3 separate regions of the Zea mays genome follow, and all the other regions are linked to region 3. Evidence: chromatin contacts called from public Hi-C data. All regions are on one chromosome and are shown on one strand. The core of a region is the stretch at or near the end of the contact, and the rest is flanking DNA. Distances in the headings are between cores, read along the strand shown. Region 1 holds the start of LOC100216726. Region 2 holds the start of LOC100216884 (Putative glycerol-3-phosphate transporter 1). Region 3 holds the start of LOC100279888.

Region 1 (3,367 bases), core at 161-2,660, 560 kb before region 3:
AATACGGCATCCTATTTGAAACAAATGACCTTATAAGCTATAAGGATGCACTATAGAGATAAATCATTACTAAATTATAGCAGTAGGATCGGTACCTTCTCCACCACAATGATGTACCGAGAGCCCGAAGACAAATTTAATTTGCTCAACAGGTTCAGGTCCCCCGTAATTGCATGCCCTGAAGCTCCAAGAATGGAGCAATCAATCTGCTCCCCGTCCGGTTCCTAAGGTAGTTGAAACATGCAGTTTAGGTGCTTACTGAAAAGATAAACAAGACTTTATCATGTATTCCCTCAACACATAATCAGGATATATTCTGGGATATCATGGAGCAGACATGCAACACAAGGCGCCCAATGAGTGCCCCTCTGCTTGATGCCATGACTCCTAAGCTCTGCCTTGTGCACCGGAGCAAGGAAACAACATCTGCACGTGAAGAGGGGACCAAATTTGATTACGACCAAACTACACATTAGCCAAACAAGAATCAAATGGGTTGGGGTGGGGGTTTTGTCCACCTTGAATGGCTTGGTTGACATGACGTTGACAGCTGAAGTACTTGGGTGAGTCGGACAGGAGCTTGTAGAACAGCTCCCGTTGCTGGACCAGCTTCCCCTCCCCCAAGATCTTGTAGCACATCTCCATGACCTTCCACACTATCCCACAACAAACGGCTATTTTAACCAGACAAATGGGCGAGGATAATTCCGTCCCAGGGTACTCAAGGAACAAGTGGTAACCTCTTACGAACGCCTTTGGATTGTGCGTCAGAGACCTCTTGCAGAAGGTGTATGAGAGATAAACCGACGAGACGTCGTTCAGCAACCCACTGCGCAGGCTGCAGTTGGCAGAGCTCCGACTAATCTGCCATGGAAAAAAGAAATCATTCAGAATACTGCTCGCAATACATTTCACCAAGGTTATCTGAACTAGAAATCATACAGCTTGCAATAACTGATGACGAATCGTGATAATTGGCTAGGGACCAAATTCCTGTGTTATCCACATGGCACATGGGTGAAGCGCGCAGAACCATCACCGCGGTAAGAGAGGAATGTGTGTGTGTGAGAGAGGGGGAGGGGGGGAGGTTTGGCAACTGGTGTACCAGGGGGAGGACGGAGATGGCCGGCGAGGAAGGGGAGGCTAGCGCTGCGAGGAAGTTGAGCACCGCTACCTCGATCCTAGCCCGGACCTATCGACAACGAAATAGGACCCGTCAGTGACCACAACGAAAGGCGCGCACGAAGACATGGGCGAGGCGGAACCTCAGGCGGCGCGAGGATGTCGGCTGAGCAGAGGCGGCCGTCAGCGCCGAAGAGCGACGCCGCTGCCACGTTCGCCTCCGCCATCGATGGAGAGTTGGAGACGCTGCTGCGGTTCGCGGGCGGAGGCGAGTCGCCAAGTTGTGTGTGTGCTGCGGCCTGCGGGCACCGGCGAATGGGCTGGGCCGAGTTAGGAAATGAGAGTCCAGTAGTGGTCTGCGTACCTGTGGTAGTATGCCCCCTACAGACTTAAACTTATATTGAACGTAGGGTGACAATAAATTCTAATTTTTACACTATAAAATTTAACTATAAAATTTAAGTATCAAATCGGATTAGAATCGTGCTCTATTTCTATTCATTTTTGAACTGCAAATTATTTAAAACTCTATCATTTTGTGAAAAAGCATTTGGATCACGATTCATTACCACCCCTAGTCGGACGGAAGGACAACCGTCAAACATAAGGCTGCTTGTTGGAATTTCCTCCGTTTCCTTTTGTGCATAACTGCACTTGTGTGAAATTGAGCACAAAATCTTGTAATAGTCAGTCCTCCATATCTATTGACATGTAATTTTTTTCTCATTTTCATGGCTTCTAAATCTATACTACTCTATTAAGAATCTAACGTGGGCAGCTGGTGCTACCACGGTTTCAACCTCAGCGCTAAAATTCTAGGCCCGCCCCACACGTTCCGACTGGTTCTCCCGTCCCACACACCTCGCCTCGACATCGTGCCCTGTGGGACCCATGCCCAACGCCCGCGCAACGCCCTCTCAGCTACTGCCATGTGGACCCCCAACGCCCTACTGCGCCTACCCAGCACCCGAGCCTACCCAGCACCCGATCCCGACCGCACAACTACCACACTATACAAAAAATAGTGCAGAGTGAGCACTCGAACCCATGTCCCCTGCTTCAGAAATTTAGGTCTAACCACCAGCACACGTACCTTATAGAGTTTAGAAATAAACAACAATTATATACGAATAAATATTTTAATGTCTATTTATATGACATATAACAACTGTAGCAAAGCACGTACAACTATCTAGTAATTTTGTAAGAAGCTTAAAAATATTTTTTTGGGATGGTTAACTTAAGTCAATCGCTCTTAAAAAAAACTAGAGAGAGAGTTACATGTTCTTTTCATCTCATCAATCTAGGCGGTGTATGTACACGTGTACATACATGGCCTAAGAATACTAGTTCTTTTACTTGGGAGACTGAGCGGTGGCCACAAAAAAGGGTGTATAGCTACATGTTCTTTTCATCTCATCAAAAGCTTGTGGTGATGACTGGCTGTTATATGATTATTGTATGCTGCATATGTTGGCTACATGTGTGTGTGTACGTACGTATATACATTGTTTACGACCACCCAGAAGGGAGAACTTCAACGACGCCTACGTTGTTTACGAGCTGATGGACACCGACCTTCACCACCTCCTACGATCCAACCAGCCACTGACCGATGACCACTGCCAGGTAGTACAGTAATGCCGTGCCGCCGTCAGTTCTCCGTTTCTATCTTTCATTTCGCTTCAGACCACTGATCGATTACAGTTCCGTGCGCAGTTCCCCGCTATGTGCAGTGGTGGTGCCATGGATTTGCTTGAGAGGATGCTCGTGTTTGATCCGAGCAAGAGGATTACTGTTAATCCTGCAGCTCTGCATGAACTTGCTGCATTGATATCATATAAAATGTGTGACATGCTTGCCTGGATGCAGTATATTTTGCTGGGATATATAGTCCAGAGTAGAGCTAAATTCTAGCTCAATTGCCCTCGTCCAGACAGGAAAGAAAGAACCTTTCAGCGCTAGTTTGGAAACTCAAATCCCGAAGAGCGCTAGTTTGGAAACTCAAATCCTCTTCGGGGTTGAAGGGGATTGGAGAGGAAATTAGTTCATTTCCACCTCAATCCCCTCTAACCCCGAAGGGGATTTGAGGTTCCCAAAGTAGCCCTCATCGTTTGAAATTCTGCCCTTTTCAGTCTGATATATATGGTATGATATGAGATGACCCTGAAATGAATCGTTGAAACTGAATAATTATATTCATGCAACTACTATTCTTGCATTCTAAGAGCAGAAGGTGCAATCT
Region 2 (3,570 bases), core at 351-2,850, 890 kb before region 3:
AATCCCACTACGTTACTACCTGGGCACTTCTGCCACCACATATGGTTTATCTGGTCCGGATGACTTGTGGCGAGAGGTGACAACGGACTCTAAATTTTACACTATAAAATTTAAGAATTGGATCGAGTTAGGACCAGATCCTATTTCTATTTATTTTTAAATTAAAATTTATTTAGAGCGATTCACCACCACTCCTACTGCGGCTCGTCGTCTATGCAACACCGTTTATCCATTCATCAGGTGTGGTGTTATGGTTATGATCTGACCAAATTATATAATTGAACTTATTTTAAATTAAATACTAGCTTAAAATACTGAGTGGTTTTCATGGTATCACAATGCACATAAATAGATCGTTTCTTAAGTCGGGGCAGACACCGAATTTGCATCAAATTTAACTTTTCGCCAAAATTTTTATGTTTTTACATTGCCTTTTAGTGCTAGTTTAACAAACACAATTTTTTAAGGATTCCCATTGTTATAAAGAAATTGGTCCTTTTAGGAAGAAGGAAATCTCTTGAAAATGGAGTTGTCAAACTAACTCTTAATTATATTTTTTTCTGACCAGAAACCGTAGTAAAAAGAAATTTTGAGTACCCCGCTCCCTTTTGCACCCAACATTTAGGACTAGTTTGCGAGTCCAAAACCCAAATGGGATTAGAGAGGATAAAATCCTCTTTTTATTAATAAGAAGAGAATTTTAGCCTCTCCAATTCTCACTGTTTTTGTGGTTTCTAAACTAACCCTTATATGAGGCGGGAGATACTACCATGATGAGTGGTGCACAAAGATTTTTTTAAATAAATAATTAAATATATAGACACTAGTTGCATACACTTGAGAGCATGGGCTATGGAACCAATTATTTGATTTTGAATGGTTGAACGCATCTCGCATGGTTTATTCCAAGAATATACCCGGCGGCCGGCGCCCATGCAGATCCCTCAAAACTTGTGGGCCATCGCAGGTTGTGGCCGCCGGCAGACGTGTAGACACGCGTGCCACACAAGATCCGGGCTCGCGCGGCTCAGTTTTTATCTGGGACAGTCGAAGCGGGGCCCACAACACGGCCATTGCCCATTGACGTGGACTGACGACACGGGGCCCACCGTCTGGCGTCACGGCCGCGGGAACGGGGAAGCGCAGCCGAAATCGCCGCTCCTGCGCGACGAGAACAGCGGCGGATCCAAGCGGGCTGGCTTTCGTGCGGTGCGGGTGCCTGTGGGCTTGTGTGGCTCGGCGCCCGTGTGGCCCGTCCTGCGGCCTGTGGCTCGGCGCCCGTGGGGACGGGCACGCAGTGACGCGGCGGTCCGGGGCGCAGAAGGACCCGCACGGCACGCGAGGGATAATTCCAGTGGCGGGAAGGGAATATTCGGATCGGACAGCTTCGCCGCCCCGTCGGCTCGGCCATGAGTTCCGATCCTCCTCCCCATTTCCGACCCTACCCCTGCCATGTCGCCGAATACCCGCGCGCTGCAAAGGCACACCAAAGCGAAGGGGCCAGTTCCGTCCAAGGGCAGCACCGTAAATCCCCGGCGCACCTTTCGATAAATGCGCTCTTGCTTCGGTGCCTTCGCCCTCCGCACCACGCAAACCGAGCTCGAGAACACCACCACGAACAAGAAAGAAACACGGCCGCGGCGGGGCGGGGCGGGGCTTCTTCTCCTTTTCCAACTCGCTGCCCGTTGCGTGATTCCGCCGCGTCGCGTCGCGTGTGCATTTGCGCGCGCGCGCAGGAGCCGCCGCTCCGATCGCCCTGAAAAAGGTCCGTGCTTTGGCCGAGCCCCGTTCCCATTCTTGGTCTCTGCGAATCCGCAGCTTGTATTGTTGCTTCTTGCTCCTTCGATGTTACTGACTTTCATGGTGGTGTGTGGTTCTGTACTACTTTTAATCGGTTTAGCCGGGCTTCTGGGTGGAAATTGACGGAAGTTTTGGTGAAGAAATCGATAGGAGTTTGGGACAATGCGGTGGTGTTTTTCCATCCAGAACTTGGGGGGGGGGGGGGGGGGGGGGGGGGAGGGGGGCTGTCAGGTACCTGTTGAGTCGGAACTCGGAAACAGCCAGCCGGATCCTGTGATTGGACTTGTGAGACCTTTGCAAGGACGTTGGGACTAGTAAAATGTCAAGATCACCTTTTTTTTACCTGCGTCCACACGGAAACTTCCTTTCTTCTCGTGCAGGTTTCAGAAAGCACGCTAGTACTTGGGGGGACTTGGGAGCTAAGGCTGTCTCCAGCAACGTCCCCTAAATTTCATACTCTAAAAGAATATTCTCTGTCCTTTACATCACTCTTTAAAAGATTCTGTACTCTATATCTTCTTCATCTCCAACAATATCCCCTAAATTTCACCCTCTATATCAACAATGCTACTAGATTTGATATTATATATTATTTTTTACCGCTCGTCAGCACGTGTATAGAAATCAGCACAGTGTATAGAGCACCGCCGTACATCCTCTATACATAGCGCATGCATGTCATCCTCTAAATTTTAGAGGATCTTTTAGAGTCCCTTGTTGGAGGGATAGAGGATCTGACAAACCTCTATATTTAGAGGACAGGAGTTTTTACAGGACCCTGCTGGAGCGAGCCTAAGTCTTCCTTGATAGGCTGCTACAAACGCAGCTGACCTAATGTTAGGAGGGCACTAATTTGGCGAGATTCTGATCAGTGGGACATTTTATGAGATGCAAATTTAAGTACCCTGTCTAAGACCCTGTTATATTATATAATCCAACTTAAATAAGTTAAGTGACAAACAAACAACACAGATTATTATGTGGATTATATAATCTAGACAACTAGATTATGATAATTCATAAGTAGGTCATTAGGTGCTTGTATAATCTAGAGGTTGAATTATATAATCCTGCAAGGAAACAAATAGGCGAGCCTAATTGTAGGTGTCTCGTGTCTATGATCCGAGATTCCGAGGTCACAGTGTGATCATAGAATCTGACTGCGGAGTAAGTAGATCAATTTTTAGAGCATGATTGCATATTATGAAGTAAAAGAGTTGGCTAACATCTGCTGTCTCAGACTCTTAATTATCCACGTAGAATTCATAAGCTCCTTGCACGCCTGTTATCCTGATAACATCTTCCTTGCTTTCAGGTGCCAATTGTTACTGATTCCAGATATAGGTGTTCCTGCGCTGGAACTAACTGCGCCGCGACCTTCCTCAGCAATCTTATGCTCATGTCTCACTCTCAACAGATGGCGAATAGTAGGAAGCCTCCTGGCCTCAGGTTACTCGGAGGCGCCGGCTCACTGACAACGTACCAGACACTAGTCCTGGTCCTCACGTTCTTGGCATACACATGCTTCCACATGACTCGGAAGATCCCAAGCATAGTCAAGAGCGCTCTGGACCCGCAGACGAAGGTGGGGTTCTCGCACTGGGGACGGTTGCACGCCAGCAGAAACGCTCTCACCACCGGCTGGCTGCCGTTCAACACCGCCGACGGCTCCGCGCTGCTCGGCGAGATAGACGTCGCGTTCCTCGCCGCGTACTCCGCCGGGATGTTCTTCGCCGGCCACATCGGCGACCGCATGGATCTGAGGGTCTT
Region 3 (3,378 bases), core at 445-2,944:
GGACTCCTCAACAGAATCGTTCAAACAGTCTGGAGTTAGAACACATGATACTTCATCTTCACTCTCATCTTTAGTTATGATCTCCCTAGACTCAACCTGTAGCCGCAGCCTCCGTGCTGCATTGCCCTGGCTAGCGAACACATGGTTTGGTTGCACAGTGGAGTCCAACTGTTGAGGCCTAACAATAATTCCAGTCTCTTCCATACTATTGAAAAGCTCATTGAAGGAATCAGCACCAGAGTCAACAGAAAGTATGTCTTGGTCAGTGGTGTCACAAGGAAGCAGAGGATTTGGTTCGTCTGGCTCAAATCCTATGTTTGCCCACCAGCATTGATCATCTTGAGGCTCAACCTGCAAATATAGCAAAATATAAGGATTGCTGGATTAACCATAACCAAAACATCGGATGGCAAACTCAAATACTCAATATGAATAGAAAACCAGTACCTTCATATTCCAATGGTTCTCAAATTCTGTTGGAATGTCAGAATCATACTGAACTTTTGATGTTGTTGATGAATGTTCATCAGGATCAACAAGTGTTTGATTCAAGAAAGCATCAAGGGGATCAAGAGGATTCATGATGCCATCAAAACCAAAAGCTCCTTGTTGTATATCAGTGAAGAATGCATTTTCAAGTGGTAGAATGGGAGTGAAATCAGACACAAATTTGTTATAATCATCATTTCCATTGTGGGGATTAACTAAGTGGCCTGAAGCACCAACAGAAGGATCAACCTGCTTGTAATAATAAAGATGAGGGAATTGTTAGGAGAAATTCAGTTATAAAATTATAATTATGATGGTGGATAGCATACAGACAAATGTTGAATGCTGATATGTTAATAGGCTCTTTACTCTGATGCTCACCTTAGCTACACCAGCAGCATGTCCGTGGAAAGGTATATGGGAAACATCTGGTGCAGTAACCATCAAGTTATCATTTCTGTCCGCCAGCCACCTTGTCATTGAACCACCATTGGTTTCAACAGATTTTGGCAGCTCAATCGGGCTTTCATGCAGAGCAGATTCTGGAGATTCCTTATTTAATGGTGTATTAGCTTCCTCATTCGCCTCTAGGTTGTCAGGTGAAGAACGAGAAGGAGTAGGTGAGTAGCCACTTCTATCCACTTCCTCTGGGCTGGAGCGCTCAGTTTTCTCCTCTTGCTTACGGAAGAGGCGATAAAGAACATAACCACCCTGGAAAATCAGATACACAAGCACCAGGTGATTTTAGTAAACATTTGCCATGAGACACAACACAAAAAAATCATTTACTATGTGCTTATACTGTACAGAACTAATTGTGAAGATGATTAGAACTCAATTCTTTTAACCACCAGAAATCAAACTAGTGTTTAGGGGCACATTCTTCAGTGAACAGACTACTATGTTATATTTATCCAAGACAAACTTAAGTTCTCAAGTACAAAGCACACATCTCTGTACAGATACTAACACTAGAGAACTTGACAACCATAAGCTGCACCGAGAATAATAGCTTCATACCTGCTCGCCGGACTCGAACTCAGGCTCGGTGGTGCGGTACTCGTGCATAATCCACCCCGTGCGCTCGCCCTTGGGGGCACGACCGCGGTGGAAGACGAGGGTCTTCTTCATACCGATGGTATGCTGCTTGCGCTTGTCGCCCTTGGACTTGATTATCCTGTCCTTGCCAGTAGCCTTCCAGTATCCCGCCTCGGTGGCCCTGTTAGACCTGCTACCGTTGGGGTACTTGCGGTCCTTGGGGGCGAAGAAGAACCACTCGGGATCATCGGACCGGATCAGGGACTTATCTGCATATACACAGTCACGTCATCAGTACCCAGGATCTGATCAGGAAAACTGAATAATCTTTCCCGGGAGTTTGCTCGACTCGACACGCGGATCAACAACAAAATGGATCAGCGCAAGGATTTTGTTCAGCTGCATCGCACAAAATCAAAACGCATCTTGGAAAGGGGGGACGCGGTATTAAAGAAAGGATTCAGCGGAGTTCGAGGAATCGCATCGAACCAGCACAGCACGGCGTCCCGTCCCGCCCCGCCCACGGAGAAATATCTCGTGAGGAACCGCTAGTGCAAACAGTCGCGAATCAGAACAGAGGAAGCAGCGGGTTGTGATCTGCTCGGCTTTTTTTCCCAGCACAAACGCGTCACACTCTCGCAAAAGTACATCGAAGCAAATCCCGATGAAAGAAAATCGCAGAAAAAACTCGAAGCAACGAGTAGCCCCAGAACAAGAAGAACTCAGCAATCCCAGTAGAGATTACCGTGTACGACCAGCGAGCACAAAATTACTTGAAGGAACGGATAAAAAATCGAGAGCAGAGAGGGGCGATCAAGCGACGCGGGCAGTTAGCAGAAGCAAGTATTACCTGGGAGGTCCCACGGCTCGCACTTGCAGACGTCGATCTCGGGGATGACCTCGGACTCGGAGTTGATCCTGCCGGTGATCTTGCCCTTGAGGTAGTGGGTGACGAGCTCCTCGTCGGTGGGGTGGAAGCGGAAGCCGAGCGGCAGCGTCCTGAGCTCCACCACAGACATCTCCACCATCGAGATCGTGGCGGAGAGGGATATGCTTAGCGGCTAAGAAAGCGCGCGCGTGTTGGGGGAGGGGGGGAGGGGGGGAGTGCGGGATGGGGTTAGGGTTTGGTGGTCGGATCGGATTTTGGGGATTTTAGGAGGGCGTCCGCGTGAGGAAGGGACGCAGACGCAGGCGGAGGAGACGTGGTGTGGAAGAAAGCGAGTGCCTCGCTTTACCGCGTGGCTGAATTTCCTCGGATATACCCGCCCCAGGCCGCGTAGGCGCAGCAGCGTACGGGATGGTCCCCTGGCCGAGAGCCGTATTACGATAGTGCCACACTGCCCGCATTGGTGTTTCACTAAATTTTAGTGCCTTCGTCATATTTTATTTTAGTCTATAAACTATATAATACGGAAATTAAATAGAGTTTTATTTTCTGTATTTAATAATTTAGAGATTAAAATAAAATAAAATAAAATGAAAAAGATAAATTAGTTTTTAGGAACCAAACACTTCATGTAGTTTCTAACGACGGATTAAAAACATGTCTTAAAATCTGAGTTCGGTTGAAAAACACTTGTTCTGCAGTGTCAAGGTAACCTCTACAGATCTTTGTTGTTTCTGATTCCAGAATCAGGGGTAGCGATCTGAACTCTGAAGTGCCGCTGTCACTGTCAGCATGTAAGCTTGGCAGTAACCAAACCAAATGAAGGAACCTGAGGACCCTGACGGCGTTTAGTATCTGAATTCTACTTCTACCGCTGCTTGCACGGTCATTAACATCACTCGGACACGGGGAGACCGTGTGTGTGTGATCTCAAATCAAGAGAAGGCGATGCATCTGCTACTGTC

What was found. A called contact is a pair of places that touch in the nucleus more often than the background predicts.
Region 1: a Hi-C map of ear shows a contact between it and region 3, with 3 times the contacts expected there. The contact joins the promoter of LOC100216726 here to the promoter of LOC100279888 in region 3. A contact is called at or near these places in 6 of 25 Hi-C or Micro-C datasets (ear, endosperm, leaf and 2 more).
Region 2: a Hi-C map of endosperm shows a contact between it and region 3, with 4 times the contacts expected there. The contact joins the promoter of LOC100216884 here to the promoter of LOC100279888 in region 3. A contact is called at or near these places in 2 of 25 Hi-C or Micro-C datasets (endosperm and tassel).

What each region holds. Positions count from the first base shown.
Region 1 is chr4:34,754,315-34,757,681 of Zm-B73-REFERENCE-NAM-5.0, reverse strand. It overlaps LOC100216726, which reads right to left and starts at 1,410. Exons shown (of 10, transcript NM_001311170.1): 1 at 1,266-1,410; 2 at 741-864; 3 at 519-656; 4 at 338-426; 5 at 96-224; 6 at 1-11. The coding sequence starts at 1,349.
Region 2 is chr4:35,083,456-35,087,025 of Zm-B73-REFERENCE-NAM-5.0, reverse strand. LOC100216884 (Putative glycerol-3-phosphate transporter 1) reads left to right here and starts at 1,600. Exons shown (of 3, transcript NM_001143271.1): 1 at 1,600-1,765; 2 at 3,218-3,570. The coding sequence starts at 3,218.
Region 3 is chr4:34,190,947-34,194,324 of Zm-B73-REFERENCE-NAM-5.0, reverse strand. It overlaps LOC100279888, which reads right to left and starts at 1,694. Exons shown (of 6, transcript NM_001317848.1): 1 at 1,510-1,694; 2 at 871-1,200; 3 at 448-741; 4 at 1-351. The coding sequence starts at 1,620.